Regions from separate parts of the Sus scrofa genome. Here region 1 is linked to region 2. A link is a contact called in public HiChIP or PLAC-seq data. All regions are on one chromosome and are shown on one strand. Each heading gives the region's core, a stretch centred on a gene start, on an enhancer-like site or on the middle of the called end of the contact. The rest is flanking DNA. Distances are from core to core; before and after follow the strand shown.

Region 1 (3,005 bases), core at 185-2,684, 130 kb after region 2:
TCATCTCTACCCTCAGCACCCATCCAGACAAGACGGGGCGGGGCGGGGGAGGGGGCAAACCATGATGGGAGCTTTAGGAGGTTTCTAAAGGCAGTGATTAAAGTCCTCCCTTTCTCTTCTACCCCTCCCATTCCTTCACCTATTACCCAGGGGAAGTTACCAGGGAATTTATCTCGAAAAAGTGCGAATTGTTGACTCAGAGAGCTAAGCGAAAGGAAAACTGCCCGGAGCTCAGTGACGTGGACTTTGATATCCTGAGACGGAGGTACTGTTCAGAGGGCAAGAGCTGGCTGCCCAGAAGGGAGCCGCAGGAGGAAGAGAGAGCCAAACGAAGCCTGACCGAGGACCCCTGGAACCCCGACCCGAGCCGCACCCAAACTTCCCAGAGATTTAATTAGTGCCCCCAGGAGCTGCCCGAACTTAAGCCAACCGACTGAACCCAAACGTGTGGCACAGGTGAGGGAAATCAGGGCCAGCTCTGTGCCTGCACCGCTGTTCCCTTAGCTACCTGCCCCCCACGTGCGCCTGGGAGCACCGCCCCAGGGTTGTAAGGCCGGGGCCGGGAAACTGGGAAACTGACCCCCCGGCCCGGCTCGGCCTGGGGCTGCTCCGAGGCCCTTGCTTACCTGGCCGAAGAGCAGCAGCTGAGATCAAGAGGCAGAAGACCAGACGGCAGGAGGGGGCCGCCTTCGATGCCATATTCCTCCTCCTTCTCTGGGAGCACCGACTGACTCCGCACCGCAGGAGGGGGCGTCGTTCCCGGCCCCGCGCTGCCCGCGAGCTCGCGGGTCGGGACGCTGGGGGCAGCGGCTTTTCCCAGACACACCGCCCTCTGGGTTGTGGCGCTGCACCTCCGGGTCTCCGCCGCCCGCAACTTTCCACCACGCAGTGCCCCAACTCCTCCTGGCTCCCCTTAAACACCCGCCCTTGTCCCCTTCGCCTGCTCTTCCCGGAACCAGCGACCCCTCTCTTCCCGGGAGACACTTGAGTAATTCGGATAGGTGTTCTCGGTTCTTTTCAGACGGTCAGTTATTTACCTTCTCTCGGAATAATAATAATAATGGTAGTGGCAGTGTGCATAGAAAGCCCAGGGCCAAAAAAAGAATCGTTGGGTGTTGCGACAGGGGAGCGATAGATCCAGGCAGTCTCCTCAGGTGGCAGCGGCGGTGGCAGAGATAGCAGTGGCGCCAGCAGCGGTTTCTGGGCTGCTCTGAGTGGAGGGACTGGAAGGCGTGTGTAAGCTGCCGCTCTCCTCCTCCCCCCCCACCTCCCGCCTCCTCCTATCTCCTCTCTTCTCCCGGCTTCCCAGGATGAGCCCAGCGCAGGTATCTGCAGCCTAGAGGCGCTGCAAGACCGAGTCCGAAACTGAGTCTAGCTCTGGAACTTCACCCGGGAGGCGCGCGTCCGCGGTGGCGTCTTCCAGCCGCCGTGTGGGGCCGGGCTTTCTAGTGGCTCCGCCCCCTGGCCCCGCCCCGCCAATAGGGAACAGACCCTGGAGCAGCGCGCGCCGGGGTGGGCCCCCTGGACTGCCACTTCCAGGTGGCGTTACCATCGCCCTAGTCACCTACGGACTTTCAGTTCACACTGCCAGAGCGGCTTCGCTGGGGGTCAAATTGCCCTTTTCTTGCCCCCCCTGACGCCTATGCACTGGCTCACTCCTCCGGGACTTTTCCATCGTGATACTGCAGCCTCCTTCAGTAAAGAGGGTTGATAAGGCAGGGAGGTGGGGAGTAGAGACCACGCCAGGGATTAGCATTTTGGGTCCTAGGGCGGGAGCAGAAAAGGAAGGACGGGTTTGGAGGTGACAAAGGTGGGAACTTGCCTCCTGGGAATTAACAGGAACAATGAGCTACTAGGCTGATTCCTCCCCTTACTCCCCCCACATCCCCTTCTCGAACACACCTTGTTCGGCAGGCTGAGCACTTGAGCCAACTGCCTACTACCAAATAGGGGAAAAAACAAACAAGAAAGAAAAGAAAAGAAAGAAAGAAAAAAGAAATTTACTCTTTCCCTAGGAAAATTAAAACAGGAATTTCTAGATCACACTTTGTCACACTGATTTTCCCAGTGTCTACAAAAGCCAGAGCATGTGTCTCTTTTGAGTTAAGCGGCGATTTTAAGTTACAAACAGAAAATCTTCAAGTTACTCAGATTGAAAGCCAAGCTCCTCCTTGTTCATTCCAGAAAGCCAGGCATCCCAGCAGATGGACAGGCTTCGCCGCATTTCTAAAGATTGAACCACCTCCCAGGCGGAACATAGAGAAGCTGCGTTGCTTTCAGATCAGGCAGAGAGCATGAAGGAATATTTTCCTCTAGAATACAGGGGTGGAACTGTTGGAGCCCTAAGTGGCTCTAAATCAGAGATGTGGGATCACAACTCTCATCCACGAATCATAATAAAATCTTGGTCCCAGAACCACTTCGCAGGGGCATTAAATAGCCTTCCGTGCATCACAGGGTCATCCCTGTGTGAGGTTAGTCTCCAGCCTTTCATCAGAAGGCTTCGAATCACCAGCTAGATGAGAGTGAGGGGAGTTGGCGGCGAGAAAAATAAAACAAGCGCAAGCGTGTGCGCACACACACACACACACACACACATCTTTGAATCTTTTATCTTTTCAGGCTCGGCACTATTAAGCTCCACCTTCCACTGTGATTTTATCGAAAGCCTCCCAGCCTTGTCCTCCCGTCCTCCTTACATTAACAGGATTCTAGAGTAGGGCTCTTATACATTTCCTCTCAAAAGAAATAGTTTCTCCCGCTTGGTTTTCACATTAACATTTCATTTGCTTCTTAAAAACCAACAGGAAAGCTAATGCTATGAGGCAAATGCCTATTAATTCAGTATTCCATGAGCTAAGTTTGGCTGGCTTGCCACCATTCCAATAGGATCCCGTAGAATTCCTTTAGGGAATTGTTTTTCTTTTAACGGCTGCTCTGAGTAGCTTGTATTCCAACAAATCATCTTAACTACCTATTTAATCTGGACACATACACCCCCATTC
Region 2 (2,855 bases), core at 175-2,674:
TGCTTTTCATAGAATATGTGCTCAATAAATGTTAGCTATTATGGCCATTAATCATTAGTAAAATACAAATCAAAACCTGGCTATTACTAAAAAATCAAAAGGTAGGTATTGGCAAGGATGTGGAGAAAAGCGAATCCTTGAACACCGTTGGAAGGAATGTAAATTGGTACCGCCATTATGGTACAATACAGATAAAAACAGAACTACCATATGACCAAGCAATCCCACTTGGAAACAAAATCACTATATCTAAGTGATATTGCACTCTCATGGGCCTTGCAGTGTTATTCACATAGTCAAGATATGCAAACAACTTAAATGTCTGTCAATAAAGAAAATATGACATACGCACAAACATGCAAACATAAAGGTATGTTATTCAGGCTTAAAAAAAAGGAAAGAAGGAAATCCTGCCATATATGACAAGACGGATGAACCTAGACATTACACTGACTGAAATAAGTCAGACACAGAAAGACACATACCGCATAACCTCACTTATATGTGAAATATATTTTTTAAAAAGGCCAACTCGTAGAAACAGAGAAACAGAATGGTAGTTGCTAGAGTTTGGGGAAAAGGCAAAATGGGGAGATACTAGTCAAAGGGTACAGACTTTCAGTTTTAAGATGACAAAGTTCTGGAGACCTTTACTGGTGATTATAATTAATAATAATGTATTATATCCTGAAATTTGCTCAGGGAGTAGATCTCAAGGCTCTCCCTCCCAGCCACCATGGCACCCACATAAAGGGAAACTATGTGAGGTGATAGATGTGCTTATTAGCTTGAATGTGGTAATCACTTCACAATACATATGTATATCAAAACATCACATTGCATATCTTAAATATACACAATTTTTATCTGTCAATAATATCTCAATAAAGCTCAAAAATGTTTTTTATTTAGTGGAATTAAAGTGATTATATGCCAAATGTTGCAGGAGCAGAAGAGAGACCAGTGATAGACAGGAGAACACTCTACCCTAAAAGGACATTCGTATTGACCTTCGCAGACAAGGATTTCTTCAAGTGAAGAAAAACAACAACAACAACAATAAAAGGGGCTTTTGGCATATTTTAAGGATGGCAGAGGTCAGATTTTTGCTGTTGAGAGTTATCTTGAGCATGGAGGATGATCAGCTGGAGAAGGGACAAGGGGAAGGTAACCTTGTTAGAAAGTCGAAATGTTTAGAAGGTCATGTAATCGTAGCAAATGAAATAGGGCGGGGAATGAAGGGAAAGCAGGATGAAAAGGAGCCATTTCCAAAGTGGAAGCTACATGAGCTTCAGTAAGTGTGATGCATCCTGCAATTACAAAGTTCACATTTCACAATCTAGCTGAGTACACTGCTCATGTGAAGAACAGCTAATACTTGGTCTTTGTAGAAGCACATCATACACTATGTGTGAAATCACACACTCACTGGGCAATAGGAAAGCTGTCTTTTTGTGTTAGCTCTTTGGAAAAGGCTTGAGACTAAATAAGCAGAACAGTCCAAAGCAAATATTAACTCTGGTGGCGTTAGGTGCCTGGATTTCGAAACACAAATTGTTAATGTTACGTGCATTTTGGTTTTAACACATTCAAGCCCTTTTCAGTAAATGCTACAAAATACAGAAAGAGAAAAGCCCAAAGTGCTGGAATGTAGATAGTCTTGAAATCTTGCTGCCTTTTTTTTTTTTTTTTTTAATGGCTTTGTGTTTACCAATTAGAGCTTTGATGAATAAAGCACAAAAATGAAATGTAAAAGAGTCCTACAATATTGTACTTTTTAGTCACCGTTAATTTTTCTCTTTTAGAGCAGTTTCTGAATTCATATGGGACTCCAGAAGTGTTTCTGCAAGCACTGATGAGTGGATCAAGGACCTCATGCCAAGCTCTGATATTAAGCACAAAGCCATTGTGCTGTTATTGTTTAAACATTCCAACTCAAGTGATACTGTGACCAAAGAGGATTGCCAAAGACCTTTCTGGCTAACTTCAGTTAAGAGTAAATTTAAGTTTTAACCTGATGCACAATGTCCCTCCCATAAAGGGAGAGGGTGGAAAATATTACTTATATATCTTTCGAATACCTCTTTCAGAAGGCCCTGGCAGCTGGAGATAGCAGCCTCTGGAGCTCTTGTCTTTACTTCCCTGATGCACAAAAAGGGTAATTGAGCAATTTGTGCTCTGGTCTGCTGGGAAGTCAGTCCATCTGACTCAGCTGCACCTGCATGGTGAGTGGCCTTTCTCCTATTCACCATTGAGGTGCTTTTGTGTGCTTGCCTTAAATGACCTGACTTTAGAAAATGATTTCCAAAATTATGACCTCAAGCCCCCAGGATCAAGGATTGCCCTGTCCACTCAGTTCTTCATTCTTAAAATGTCTGCCATTGAATGTTATGTAGTATATGATGATATATCTTTATTAAAATTTAATTATAATTTAATGATTAATTAAATATATTTTAATTGAATTAAAAATTCAATATAGTTTATTCTATTAAAATTTATTATAACTAATGGCTGAAAGAACATTGGTGTAGGAGTGTAGGAACCTGAGTTCTTGTCTCATATTTACCTTGAAATCATTGAGAACTTGCTTTCCTGGGCCTCCATTTATTTAGTATAACATAAAGTAAGGCTTAAATATTCTAGGATTAACATTTCCCAATATAAGAAAAGCATACTGTCAATTTTCAGCTGAGATTTGAAGCCATATTACTTTTGGGTCTAGACTGGCAAAACATTAAAAAAAGAGAATATGTCAGATTTCTTATTTTCACTTTATAATTTAGTTTGTTATTGGTGTTTCCAATGAATATTTTAGTAATGACACTGAACAAATTTTGGTTTTGGTTGCTAAT

Evidence for each region. HiChIP or PLAC-seq counts read pairs in DNA pulled down with a chosen protein or histone mark.
Region 1: an H3K27ac HiChIP or PLAC-seq map of alveolar macrophages shows a contact between it and region 2. The contact joins the promoter of ALCAM here to the enhancer-like site in region 2. A contact is called at or near these places in 1 of 5 promoter capture datasets (liver), 8 of 47 Hi-C or Micro-C datasets (fetal heart ventricle, fetal liver, liver and 2 more) and 1 of 2 datasets of contacts at active chromatin or transcription factors (alveolar macrophages).

The regions. Positions count from the first base shown.
Region 1 is chr13:153,996,807-153,999,811 of Sscrofa11.1, forward strand. It overlaps ALCAM (CD166 antigen), which reads right to left and starts at 1,435. Exons shown (of 15, transcript XM_013982482.2): 1 at 627-1,435. The coding sequence starts at 699.
Region 2 is chr13:153,869,992-153,872,846 of Sscrofa11.1, forward strand. The region is part of intron 1 of ALCAM (CD166 antigen); the gene reads right to left. Among named protein-coding and RNA genes, the nearest start is that of ALCAM, 130 kb to the right of the region's middle. Within about 2 kb of position 1,425, at least 10 of the 83 cell types and tissues checked have an H3K27ac peak or open chromatin away from gene starts, as enhancers often do. A contact at or near this core is called in alveolar macrophages, fetal liver and liver, where this site is marked.